Regions from separate parts of the Mus musculus genome. Here all the other regions are linked to region 1. The links are chromatin contacts, called in public HiChIP or PLAC-seq and promoter capture Hi-C maps. All regions are on one chromosome and are shown on one strand. Each heading gives the region's core, a stretch centred on a gene start, on an enhancer-like site or on the middle of the called end of the contact. The rest is flanking DNA. Distances are from core to core; before and after follow the strand shown.

The links. Promoter capture Hi-C pulls out the DNA fragments that hold promoters and counts their contacts. HiChIP or PLAC-seq counts read pairs in DNA pulled down with a chosen protein or histone mark.
Region 2: a contact with region 1 is called in a promoter capture Hi-C map of pre-B cells. The contact joins the promoter of Chek1 here to the promoter of Srpr in region 1. A contact is called at or near these places in 14 of 39 promoter capture datasets (the 3T3-L1 cell line, the C10 cell line, the HPC-7 cell line and 10 more), 1 of 484 Hi-C or Micro-C datasets (CD8 T cells), 14 of 115 datasets of contacts at active chromatin or transcription factors (acute myeloid leukemia, astrocytes, differentiating embryonic stem cells and 6 more) and 3 of 9 other capture datasets (adipose tissue, liver and macrophages).
Region 3: a contact with region 1 is called in an H3K4me3 HiChIP or PLAC-seq map of embryonic forebrain, with 3 times the contacts expected there. The contact joins the promoter of Fez1 here to the promoter of Srpr in region 1. A contact is called at or near these places in 4 of 39 promoter capture datasets (cranial neural crest, hippocampal neurons, liver and 1 more) and 2 of 115 datasets of contacts at active chromatin or transcription factors (astrocytes and embryonic forebrain).

Annotation. Positions count from the first base shown.
Region 1 is chr9:35,209,876-35,214,201 of GRCm38.p6, reverse strand. Srpr (signal recognition particle receptor ('docking protein')) reads right to left here and starts at 2,999. Exons shown (of 14, transcript NM_026130.1): 1 at 2,797-2,999; 2 at 2,127-2,210; 3 at 1,691-1,854; 4 at 1,322-1,482; 5 at 916-1,072; 6 at 666-819; 7 at 367-455; 8 at 147-265; 9 at 1-15. The coding sequence starts at 2,913. It overlaps Foxred1 (FAD-dependent oxidoreductase domain containing 1), which reads left to right and starts at 3,147. Exons shown (of 11, transcript NM_001291448.1): 1 at 3,147-3,395; 2 at 4,037-4,257. The coding sequence starts at 3,311.
Region 2 is chr9:36,725,300-36,729,245 of GRCm38.p6, reverse strand. Chek1 (checkpoint kinase 1) reads left to right here and starts at 2,588. Exons shown (of 13, transcript NM_007691.5): 1 at 2,588-2,683; 2 at 3,368-3,449. The coding sequence starts at 3,385.
Region 3 is chr9:36,830,132-36,834,454 of GRCm38.p6, reverse strand. Fez1 (fasciculation and elongation protein zeta 1 (zygin I)) reads right to left here and starts at 1,715. Exons shown (of 10, transcript NM_183171.5): 1 at 1,544-1,715. It also overlaps the pseudogene Gm27219.

The sequences.
Region 1 (4,326 bases), core at 1,750-4,249:
CAGCCACATTCTTAGCTGAGAAGAGAAGGACAGCTGTGAGTTCCGAGCTAACAATGATCGGGTCTCAAGAGCACAGCTTAGAAAATGGTTCTATTCCTAATGAACTATGTCATAGTCCGTCAGTCAAGCCAGTCCTCCAGACTCACCAATGAGATGATCACGCATCTTGTCTAGCACAGATTCCATGTCTTCTCGACTCAAGCTCTTGGAACCCACCAGACCCTTCAGCATCCCAAACATGCCACCCAGAGTTCCCTTGGTAGCACTACAATTACAGAAGATCACAAGTATGCGTTAGGCCAGCAGGCAGGAGGTATGGGTCATCAATTCTGCATCCACACCACCTCCCACCTGAAATCCTTCTACCTAGGCTTGGTATTTTGAGTGGCCCCTTCATCATCTGAGCTGCTGCAATCCAGATCTTGAAGCTGTCCCCCAGGCCCAGTTCCTCGAATCTAGAGAACACAGGCAAAGAAAAGAGGTGTGATCAAGAACACTAACAGCTGAGGGGAAGAGCCCAGGATATACCCTGGCAACATTATTTGAGACCTTAGAAAAACCCACATATAGTTCATTCCTCTCTCAAATCCAGATATACCCTCCAGATGTTTCCTTCCCAATTTCTGGCCAATGGTGATCTTCACTCTGACCTTTATGCATCTTACCAAGTTGATATCTTCAGAAAGGGCTGCCTCTGGAGTTCCATTGGTGGTGGGAGTACTGTAATCCAAGACTTCCTTGTTAGCACAGCCACCTAGTTCCCACACCCGGGGTGCTTTTTTGCCCTTCTCCTTTGGAGTATCTGACTTTGTAGATTTACTGCAAAGGATGACATAGGAAGGAACATGAGAGGAGAGTCCCCTGGCCCCAGCACAGCTGGGTAACAGTCACCAGAGACAGGGTAACAGTGCTGACCTGGATTTGTCCAGACCCTTGCCATGCTTCTGAATGAACTCCTCTCTCTTCCTACGGATCAGCTCCTCTTTGGAAAGTTCTCCATTCTCAGGTCCCGCTGAGAGACCTGACTTTTCTGCAGGGGCTGTTTTGCTAGTAGCCAAAGTGCCATCAGAACCTGTTAAAAGAAACCTCACTGGAGGAAAAGAAACATAAATCCCAACCACCCAGGTAATAACTACAGTTCTTCCAAATCCTAAAGAGCAACTTGGACCAAACACCTTGGAGACTACAATGCCTCAAGGGAGTGATAGGGTGGTGAGCATTAAGTTAAAGGAGGCTAGCAATGTCAAAGAGTACCACAGAGTTTTATAATACTATGCTAACATCTTGTATGCCCTAGCAGGGTCAGGAAACTCAAACACACCTTCCTTTTTGGCCCCCCTTTTTTTGTTGTTTTTTGCTTTTTCCTTGGTCTTTTCCCCCCGTGTTTCAATCATGGACCTCACAGGTTTCTTAGCTTTTTCAGAATCTTCAAATTTCTTCATGGTAGTGGGAGCACGGATCTTACTGCTCTCCTCTGCTTCACTAAAGAGAAAAGAGACTAGTTGGTCTTTCTACCCATACAAGAGGACAACTCTGACTTAAGAAAAAGATCCCACATATCAAAAGGACTATAAGAAACAAGCTACAAAATGTGACTGGTTTGAACCCATGTAAATATTGATGCGCCACCGACAGGCAGGCACTCTTAAATCATGAAAATTTTCCCTTTGAACGGAGGAAAGCCTCTCACCGAAGGAGCCGCAGGAAGTCATTTTGGAAATCAAATGTGCCATTCAATAGACTTAAAGCACTCTGTTGTTGGATCTCTGTGCGATACTTATCCCGGAACAGTCGGTGCACATCATCTATCAACTTGTCTACATAGGTCAGCGTGAGGATCTTCTGAAAGCCAACCTGTTTATGGAAGGAGACGGAGCCAATAGATCTCCTTACATGCCAGCCCAGAATGGAAGGAAGCCAACTCAACCCAAGCCTCCAGAGATAGGTTTCCTGCCCCGGGAGAGCCAAGCTTACAATCTTACCCAGAAGTCGCTTGCTTTCTCCCCTCCACATTCCTAACTTTTTTCTATCACTTTATCACATACACAATACCCACAATTAATTAGGTTCATCAGTGGGGATGCTGTTGAGAACATAACTTGTCTTTCTAACATACCCCCACTTACCACAAACACCAGCTCAAACTGGTTGTCCAGTTTATACTTGAGTGTGAGAGCCTCATGAGTGAAAGAGTTGTTACCGCCCCGTTCCTGGAAAAAGAGCGTTTCAGCAGTCAGGCTACATCCACAGCAAAACCAGACTTTGGACTACGTTTGGGAAATAACCAGATATAATCCTGCCCTCAACAAGGGAGTTCTGGGACATTTCTAGCACCCCGTGAGAAAAAAAGACAGACAGACAGACACCAGGTAAGGACAAGGGGTAAAGCTGGGACAGGAGACAGGACACGTGGGAGCCAGGAAGTAAACAGTCATATATAAACAATCAGATCTTCTAGCAGCTGTGAACCATCTACTGTTCCTGAAAGGTGTTCTCGCATCCACAGTTTCACCCAACGTCAAAACAGCAGAAAACCACGCTGCTCGGATGAGTGGAGAGGGAGTTCGAGTCCATTAGGACGCCAGAACGTGGCTAGAGCCCCGGAAACGGGAGGAGTGGGGGGCGTCGCAAAGTTTCGGGATACTGTGATCCAGGCAAGGAAGTCGATCCTGGGTGGCCGGTAACCGACCAGTTTGAGGAGATCAGAACGGAAAGTGCGGAGTGACTACTGGAAAGGGGACCACAGTCTGGGTCTGAGGGACGACAGCCCGGAGTTCTGCCCCGCGGGGGTGGTACCTGCAGCAGTACGGAACGAATCAACGCGTTGACGGGCCCGGTGCACGAGTCGCTCACGCCCTGGAAACACCAGAGCACAAGCCCGCCCTTCGAGAAGATGGTGAAGAAGTCAAGCATGACGGAAGCGGGAGAAGACTTGAGGCCGAGACCGGGGCCGGGAACTCGGGCCGCGTCCGCCGCCGCCGCTTCCTGCTGCGCCAAGCGCGGGACACGTCACACCAGCAGCCCCCGGAAACCGGTTCAGCCGCACTTCCGCTACGAGCCTCCGTGGTCCCGCCCCTTTCCCGCTCAGGGCGCGCGAGATGACGTAGACTCAAGCCTGACCAATAGCACACAGGGGCGGGACTCCAGAGGCGATAGCTCCCCTATAGCGTGGAGGGGTGGAGCCTGAAGAGCACTGCCGGCTAATCGGCGCGTTCGTGTCTATTCCCCGTGGCGCGGACCGATGACAGGAAGGACAGAGTCGGCTTGAGGGGAACCCACCTCAAGCTGAAAGAAGCCGGGCTCTAAGGCCATGTTTCGCAGAGCGCTGCGTCTTGGCTTGGGCCCGGGCCTCCCATACCGGGGGCTACGCACACGCAAAGGAGGCTTTACTCTGGGTAAAGCTGAGGGCAGCAGTGGTTCTGGGGAGCCCAAACCCTCCATAGATGTGACCTTCAAGGTTCGACCCCCTGCCTCGTGCGGGCGGGACAGCGAGTTAGCTGGGGGAAGGGGTAGGCTTGCCTACTAAAGGTCAAAGAGCCGAGGCAAGTGTATGGCTCTCAAGGAGGCACTTCCCAGTGGACAATGCCATATAAATGGAAGCTTGCTGGCGATGATGGATAAGGATAAGAAACCATTACAAAGGTGCCCGGCTTTAGAAGGCTGTGCAGTATGAAGTATACTAGGGACTCGTTCCCTGGGCCTGGCATATCTGAGAATGGGGTTCAGGAGGGAGAGAGATCTGCAAGAGCTAAATAATGTGAGTCACATCTCGCTTGATGGGGAAACAGAAAGTAATTTCAGGAAGTTGAATCTTCCAGTGTTAGAGATCCATGATATTGGGGCCTGGTGGGACAAAGACCAAACAACAAAGTTCTAACAATACTGCTGCATATGAGTTGATCTTATGAGAAAGGATGACATTGGAGGTGTGGCAATCCAAATGCCTATTTCAGCCCCCCTTTTCCTGTACCCATCCTCCAACCCCCAACCACGCAGAAAAGAACATAAGTCATCTAACTGTAACTATGTCCTGCAGACTGGGATGCAAAGGTGTCTGACTTTAAGAAGAAGGTTGATTCCATCCTGCCTGGAAAGAAATATGAAGTGCTGTATGACACCAGCCACCTGCCCCCAGAACAGGCGGATGTGGTCATCATAGGAGGTGGGATTCTTGGTCTGTCTGTGGCCTTTTGGCTGAAGAAGCTGGAGAGTAGAAGAGGTGCCATTCGGGTGCTGGTGGTGGAGCAGGACCACACGGTGAGGTCAGGGAGTAAGGGCAGTCATCTTATTGAGGACACAGACTGTGGCATTGAGGGCAGGGACTGT
Region 2 (3,946 bases), core at 1,339-3,838, 1.5 Mb before region 1:
TGAGAAGTTGTTGATATTGGTGTTAGATTTCCTTTTTCTTCCATAATATGTGTTAACTTTCCTTCTTTCTTTTGTACATAAGATTCAGGATTTCTGTCCTTTTATTCAAGGATATTGGCCAGGCTGTTGCCTTTCTAGGTTAAAGTAGAAAAGGAAAGCATATTGGTTCAACTCTCAGTACATACACTTAAATTTAAATGCTATTTTCAGGATAGCCACACCTTTTACTATGTCTACTTTATAGTTTAGCAATCATTTACTATCTCAAACCTTACTAGTAGCTTTGGGGAAGAGCTCTTCCTTGGTTATAGAGCTCTTCCTTGGTTATACAACAGGAAGTGTTTAGAGATCTCTGCTTCATAGGTAGTCGTGTGACTGCCCCATTTTGACCTTCATATTCAGAGTTGCCTGGTGTCCTCATTTCAATTCTGGGCTTCCCACGATGCATGTCAAGTCACTTTCCTGTACTGTCATTGGTGTCTTTGGGATTAATCATTATTTTGTGTTTGTTACCTTTTATTTTCAGTAGGCTTTCAGTTTTCCCAAAATTTCTCATACTCAGAAAGGAATAGAGGGTATTGTTTATGTGGCCCCTCCCTCCTTTAAAGTCAGTCTCATGTAGCCTAGGTTAGATTCAAATTTAGGGTGGCTTTGAATTCCTGATCTTTCTCCATCTCCCTCCGAAGTGCTGTGATTACAGGCAAGTGTTATGCCTCGTTTCACTACTATTCCTTCCTAACTAATTTTAGGGAGTTTTATCATGAGTCCTCCTACTCCCCACCTCTCTTCACTTTCAGTTACTCCTCTGTGTCTGAACAGTTTTCTTTTAATCGATTCAGACACATTAGGTGTTTTGAGACAGTATTTAATTTATTCCAGGTTATCTTTGAGCTTTCTATATAACCAATGTGAACCTGAACTGGTCTTCCTACATTCACCTCCCTGTTGTTGGTATAGGTGTACACACAAACACATAAACACACACACACACACACACACACACACACACACATATACACACTCTTCTCCAAGTCAGAACTCTGATACTGTGTCTTTTCCAGGAAATAAGACATTGATTCCATTTAAGACTAGAGGAACCTAGATTCCATTTAAGAGCACTTGGGAGGCAGAGGCAGGTGAATTTCTGAGTTCGAGGCCAGCCGGTCTACAGAGTGAGTTCCAGGACAGCCAGGGCTACACAGAGAAACCCTGTCTCAAAAAACCAAAAAAAAAAAAAAAAAAAAAAGACTAAATCAACCTCTTGTAGATTTCAGAATATACACAGGAAATCACAAAGAAATGGAAATAATCTAATAGCTTGTTTTTAATTACACGAACCCTAAACTGATAACATGGTTTAAGTTTAAACATTTCCAGGTTAGATTTCATGGAGTTGGAGATGTAGCTCAGAGGCAATGCACTTGACTAGCCAGCACATGGTTTCATTGTTTCCTTATTTTTTGTATCCAAGTCCCTTTTCTTAGAATTGACATTTCTCTATTATGAGACTTTTGTATGCTTGGCAGGCATTCTACCATTATGCCATAAGTCTAGCCTAGTTAAGGAATATTGATTGTGCTCCCCAACCCACCTCCTTTTTTTTTTTTAGATAAGATCACACACACTCACACACCCTTGGCTCAGGCTGACCAACCTGAATCACTTTCCCTGGCTCAACCTCCCTAGACTGAGGTTATAGATGAGTCACCATTAAGTCTACTTTGCTGTTTGTTTTTTCTTGAAAGCGAGCATCTTGGTTGGGTATCTCCTGCTTTATCTCTATAGTGTGGTGGGCCACCGTGCTTGTTTAAGAAAGCTAGTACAGGCAAATAGTCGTGTGTCCCCCCCCCCCCAAAAAAAAAAAAAAGATTTAACTGGTTCTGGAGCCTCCTGTTCAGGCAATATTGGTGACTCTCACTGCACTTTCCCCTCACACATCCGCGGCGATGTGGTTTTTTTTCCCCTTCGTTTTTTTTTTTTTTTTTTTGGTAAGACTAACCCTGTATAACTCGGATTGCCTTGAACTCAAGATCTTCTTGCTTACGCTTCCCAAGTTCTAGGTCTACAAGCATGCACCACCACACTTGCTTTCCTTCGTTTTTTTTTTTTTTTTTTTTCAGAATTCCAGCAGCAGTTGCTAGCTTCTCAATTCGAATACTAAGGGGGGCACAATTGAGTTTACAGAGCACTCTGTGTCGCTTAGTTTGAGCCTTCCTCCCTGGGGCTCCGAGGTCAAGAGCAGGTCGGTTTACGTACTTAACGGTGCAGCCTTTGCAGGCTCTGAGTGGCAGGGAACCTGGGTTCTTGGCCCAACTGGTGGCGCAGTCTGGATGGAGGCTTCGGTGCCTCTGTGGAGCAACGTAAGGCGTGGCACACGCCCCGTGCCATTTCCATTTCATTCGGACTCAGAGATCAGTTCTCACCAAAGCAGTCGTCAATACCAAATCTGGTCAGCTTGTGTCTTAACTACGGCCACATCAGAATTTCAGCCAGTATTAGAAGGAAGGGTCCTTGCGCGGTCGGTCTACTGAAGTCGCTCCTCTGCAGAGCCTGGGATAGGACAACGCGCGCCGGCCCGCTTTACGGCAGAGGTGTGCGCTTTTGCGACAGCATGACGCAAGCAGGTTTTGGCGGGAAAAGCTGTGCATTTGGATTCCTGTGGCAGCTGGCAAAGGACTGCTTGGTGAGAAGGGCGTCCTGAACAGTGGGAAAGAACTCCAGCAAAGGACCCAGAGGGCTTGTTTAGTGTGGACGGGCGCGGGGAGGGAGTGGTCCAGACTAGCAGAGAGGTGGGAGGGCCGCCCGGAGCCCGGGCTGGAGCGGGTGGCCCGTGGCTCTCCAGCATAAAGGGACCAGAGCGATTGTAAGGCTCCGGGGTTCGCATGCTTTCCCGGCTCTAGGGGTCCCTGCCTCCCGCTTCTCTCCGCGGCTTGGCCCCGCCCTGTTCCCTCCCGGTGCTGGGGACACGTGCCGTTGGGGTGGGAATTGGAAGTGAGCGGGTGGGAGGAGGGGCTGCTCTGGCAGTAATTACCGTAGTTACACCCAGCTGCTCCCCACCCCCGCACCCTGACCTGCCCGCAACTCCCTTTCCGGATCATTCACCCGAAAGCTCTTGTCTTGCAACCCTGGAGCCAAGCAAGTGCTCAGTTTTGCATAAAGGCGGACGGAGGACAAACGTGGAAACAGGATTTGTGATAAACAGGACAAAATGTTCAAGTTCAGTATTATGACGTGGGTAAATATGGTTCAGATGTAAGATGAAAAGAAAGTCGTGCGGAATCATAGCAGGAGACATGGCTCAGTGGCATTACAGGTGATGAGAGTTTACACTCATCCCCAGTATTTTCTGGGATCCTGCATTTTACAGTCGCTGTGCTTGGAGTCATGGCAGTGCCTTTTGTGGAAGACTGGGATTTGGTGCAAACTTTGGGAGAAGGTGCCTATGGAGAGTAAGTTTGAGTCCTCATTTTAATTTTTTATTGCAGTGTGTGTCTGTCTGTCTGTCTGTCTGTCTGTCGTGCTATGGTGCGTGCACCTGTGGAGGTCAGAAGACAACTTGCAGGAGCTGGTTCTGTTGAAGGTTTGGAGGGATCATTAGGCCTGACAGCAAGAGGCTTAACCTGCCTGGCCATTACCATGGTCTTCCTAATTTAAATATTACCTGTTTGTTTGCTTTAGTTTTCCACCTGTTGTCTGAGTACACACTTTAAAAAAAGTCCTTTATTTCAAGTGGCAAAGAGCATGGATATTCGCATTTGTACATCAAGGCTCTGAGTGAGTGAAGCACATCCACACCTGTTCCTCCTCTTTTGTGATGGTAGACATTGAACCTAGTGCATCACTCATGCTGGGCTTATGCTCTGCCATGAGCTACATTTCTAGGCCTGTAAAACACCAAATTTCTTCTTACATTTGTTTTTGTTCAGATCAAAATCTTGTTAAATTG
Region 3 (4,323 bases), core at 466-2,965, 1.6 Mb before region 1:
GAATAGCCATCTTCTTTGTGATTCCAAAATAAATAAATATGTGAAAATGGCAGAGAGGGATCATGGGAAACTCGTCTTTTTATTATTGAACACAATCCAGGACTATAGTGTAAGTGTTCCATACAATCTATTCCACTTATTAGGACTCCAAATATGTGGTGTAATTTAGAAGAGGAACGCACAGTCCTCAACAGACACTCGGAAGGAAACATGGGAAAAAGCCTCTCCCTGCAGCCTAACAGTACAGAAGCTGCAGCTTGGGTCTGCAGTACAAGTCCCCAGTCTGCTTCACTGAGCTGAATGCATGGTGGATGAGAGGGAGATTTCATCGTGCCTCCCCTGCTGGGCCTCTTTGCACCTCCACACATGCCATCCCATCTCCCTGGTCTTTCCATCACTTGTTCTGTAGACCAGTTGACTCTGTGCTTCCCCTCCCATTCCCATATAGATCCTTAAAATGCCCTCTGTTATCCACTTCCAGACTCCCACTGCTCTTCTGCAAAACCTGGCTAGTATAAGCTGTCCATTTTGCCAGAAAGAATAAATACTCATTTGCACATGGCTCAGCAACCCCTTCACCGGACTCGGTACCCTCCCCCCCCCTTCTGTTCCATTCACCTCCATTTCAGACCTCCTCTCCCTCTTCTGTCGGAGTAAAGAAAGGCTCTTCTAGGCAGCACAATGGCTGGCACTCTGAGGATGCACGGCTCATCCCACGCAGCCCCTGCTCATACTCCACTGTCTTCCCTTTGCCAAATAAGACCTGGTCACCGGGATGGGTGAGTCGTACTTGGAGACAAGATGCAAAGGGAAAGACAAGAGGGCAAGAAGAACGGATTGTATAACACCCCTTCAGCTGAACCTCCGCTCTGCAGCACCCTGGGCCCCAAGGATGAGGGCGGGCTCTGCACACTCCTTTTCGTCACACTCGTCCTTTCTCCAACCTGCTCTGTGTAGTAAAACAATCGCTCCCAGAGGACTGCAGCCAGAGGGTCTGACACTGCGAGAATGCCCCGTCTGAGGAAGGCTCCACACGCCGCGGAGGGGCACAAGTAGATTGCAGGATCAGATTCGTAGGGACAAAGATGATTTTGAGACGCCTAAGATAAGCGGAACACATAACGGTCCTGGAATGACATATGGAGTCCACATTGCTCCAGCACCATCAGATAGGGTTTCCCGGCACTGTGTTGCACATGAACACACACACACACACACACACACACACACACACACACACACACACACACACACGATGCTCTGAGATGATGCTACCAGTACCCACTCCGGGGCCCTTGAGCTTGAGCTCCCGCAAGACTGGGAAAGACCAGGACGACGGCCCACGAACCCTTCTTTTTACTTCTGAGGAAAAGACCCAGAGGAGATGAGAGTAGCGCATACCCGAGGAATCCTATGAGAGAATCTCCAATCCTCTGGTCTTCTTCACCACCCGAATTCGACCCCCCCCCCCCCCACACACACACACACCCGCCCCCAGGACTGGGGCTAGTCCAGACTAAGATCGCCTTTCCCACCACCGCACCTGAGCGGGTCCTGGAGGAAGGAATCGGATCCCAGGGCTCAGCCAGACATCCCCAACCACCGACTAGAGGTGGCCCGGTGCAGCACAACGTCAGCGGGCAAGCCAGCCAGCGAGCGCTCCCCCGCTGCTCCGGCTGCGCCTGGTCCCCGCGCTCGTGCCCGGGCTCCCGGAGGCGCGCCCGCACTCGGGAACCCGCCTAACGGGCGCGCCCAGGGCCTGAACGTCATCCTGTCGTGAACACTCATAGCTTCCTTAGAGCACGTGGACCTACCTTTATTAATATTTATGAATTGCCGTTCCTCCCTTCTTTGATACTGGCCCTTCTGCTTCCCACATGAATATTCAGAAGCTCCGAGATGGGGGCGTGCAATCGCTACCAATATGGATTCTTCAGATGGCCCAACACTAGGTTTTGTATAAAAATGCAGGCAAATGGAGTAGATGGGCAGGCAGATACTGACAGACACACTCAAAGAGCCTCTGGCACTTTTTGGACTGCCCTTCCTATTCTATTAGGGGTTGTAGTGGACAAGCCAAGAGGTGCGCCTTACTCCAAAGTCGTTCATAGCTCCAAGGTGAGGGGGCTGGATGGTGGGAATAATTTTGTCATCCAAAACTGTGGAATGCAAGTGAGAAATTTGAGTGAGGGGGATCCAGGAATAGAAAGACTTCAGACTTTACACCTCACACGTTGATGTGCTGTATGTAAATCTGTGCTTAGAGATGCTATTCATATAAAATCTAATAATGTAGTTTTAAAAAAAAGAAAAGAAAAAGAAAGAAAAGAGAAAAGACAGCACAAGAGAGGCATGTCTGCCTGGTGACACCTCCTAATTTTGTCTGATTTTAGGCCAAACCAAGAATGACAGCCGGGAGGTGAAGGGGGTCTTCCCTATGTTGATTTATGCACTCTTATCACAACAGTTCAATCATGAGGGGCAGGGAAGGCAGGGGGACATCATCTCTGATGAAATTAGAAAAAGTATTAGCCATTCTGCCCTCCTGGTAATTAGAAACATGAGGGTGTTTTTCTTGTTAGAAAAAAAAGTGGTCATGAGAGCTCAGCAGGTGAAAGGTGCTCATTGTCTAAACCTGAACCCGACTCTGGGGACTCCCATGAATGTGCTAGAAGAGAACTGAGTCCACAACATTGTCCTGCAACCTCCACAAGAGCACTATGGCAACTGCACCTATATACACACACACGCAAAACAAGAAATAGATGCTAAACCCTATTTTTCTGGCGTCATGTGGTTTTGTGACCTTGGGAAAGTTATCCTTGCTGCGGCTCACGTTTTCATCAACATAATGAGGGTTATACCTCCCACTTCCGAGGCCTGTTGTTAGATTAAGGGAGTGAACTCATGCAATGCACTTCTAGGAAGGAGAGGAGGAGCTATGACCCTTGGCTACTTCCTTAGCAGAAGCTTTAATGCACTTTTCTATGCTGGTTTTGATTGGTGATGGTGGTACGAGGTGTAGTGGAGGTTGGGGTGGGGGCTCAAACCATGTAGTCAAGGGTTGATCTTGAACGTCTGATATTTCCACCTTCACCTCCCGAGTGCTGAGACTACAGATGTGTACTTTCATACCCACGGCTTGTTTTTTGTTTTTTGTTTTTGTTTTGTTTTGTTTTTATGTGCTGCTGGGAATTATTGTGCATGCTTCTCAACTCCTAGAAATTATTTCTTAGATCTAGAAAGATGGTTCAGCAATGAAGAGCACTAACTGCTGAGAAGCCAAAATTCCATTCCAGGAGATTCAACACCTGCTTCTAGCTTCCAAGTGTCCCTGCAACTCAAGTGGTATATATATATATACTCAGACATCAACACATAGTTATTACAAAAATAAATAATACATCTTTTTAAAAAAGACTCCATGTGCAATATTCAGAGTATGAGAGAGGCTTGTGAGGAAAGTACTGGAACTGAGAAAGAGTTTGGTCTTTGGGAAAGAGTTTGGTCTTTGCAAACCCCAGTGTTCCAGCTGAGCATGGTGGCAAAAGTGTGCACACCCGGCACTCAGGATGCTAAAGCAGGAGTAAACACTTACTCTTTTAACTTTAGGGCTAGTCTGGGCTACATGGAAATTAAATTATGCAAAATGATGTAAAACACCTGGAATTTGATATTCAGTGTTAATTATTTTGTTACTGGTTTTGTGAGGATTTGAAAGCACTTCCTGAGGACTGGTGGTCTAGATGCCAGCACACACACAGACCAGCTGAAATAGTGACATGTGCCAAGGAAGGAAAACTCAGTACAGATTTGGTAATGATATTTTTTTTCTTTTTGGTTTTAGGTGCTTTGTTGTTGTTGTTGTTGTTGTTGTTTGTTTGAGATGGAGTCTTGCTGTTGGTATGGTGTATCTCTAGTTGGACTCAGTATATAAACCAGGCTGTCCTTGAACTCAGAGATTGTTTTGTCTTTGCCTCCTGAGGATTAAAGGTGTATGACACCTTTATGACTGACCATCTCTATCTTTAATCTCTTTCTCCCTCTCTCCCTCCCTCTCTTTCTCCTTCCCTCTTTCCTCTCTCCCTTCCTTCTTCCCTAAGAGTCAGGATCTCAGACTATAGTCTATTCTGGCCTTGAAAGCACTATACAATATGCCTTAAACCCACAGTAATCCTCTTGTCTCAGCCTCCCAAGACTGAGATGTTGTGTAGCTATTTCCTCTGATTTGTATGGTTCCATCTTGAAGGAAAGAGGGAAGCTAAGACTCAGGAAGTAAATGACATATCCAAGGCTCAGGAATCTCCTGAAAGTCACAAGATT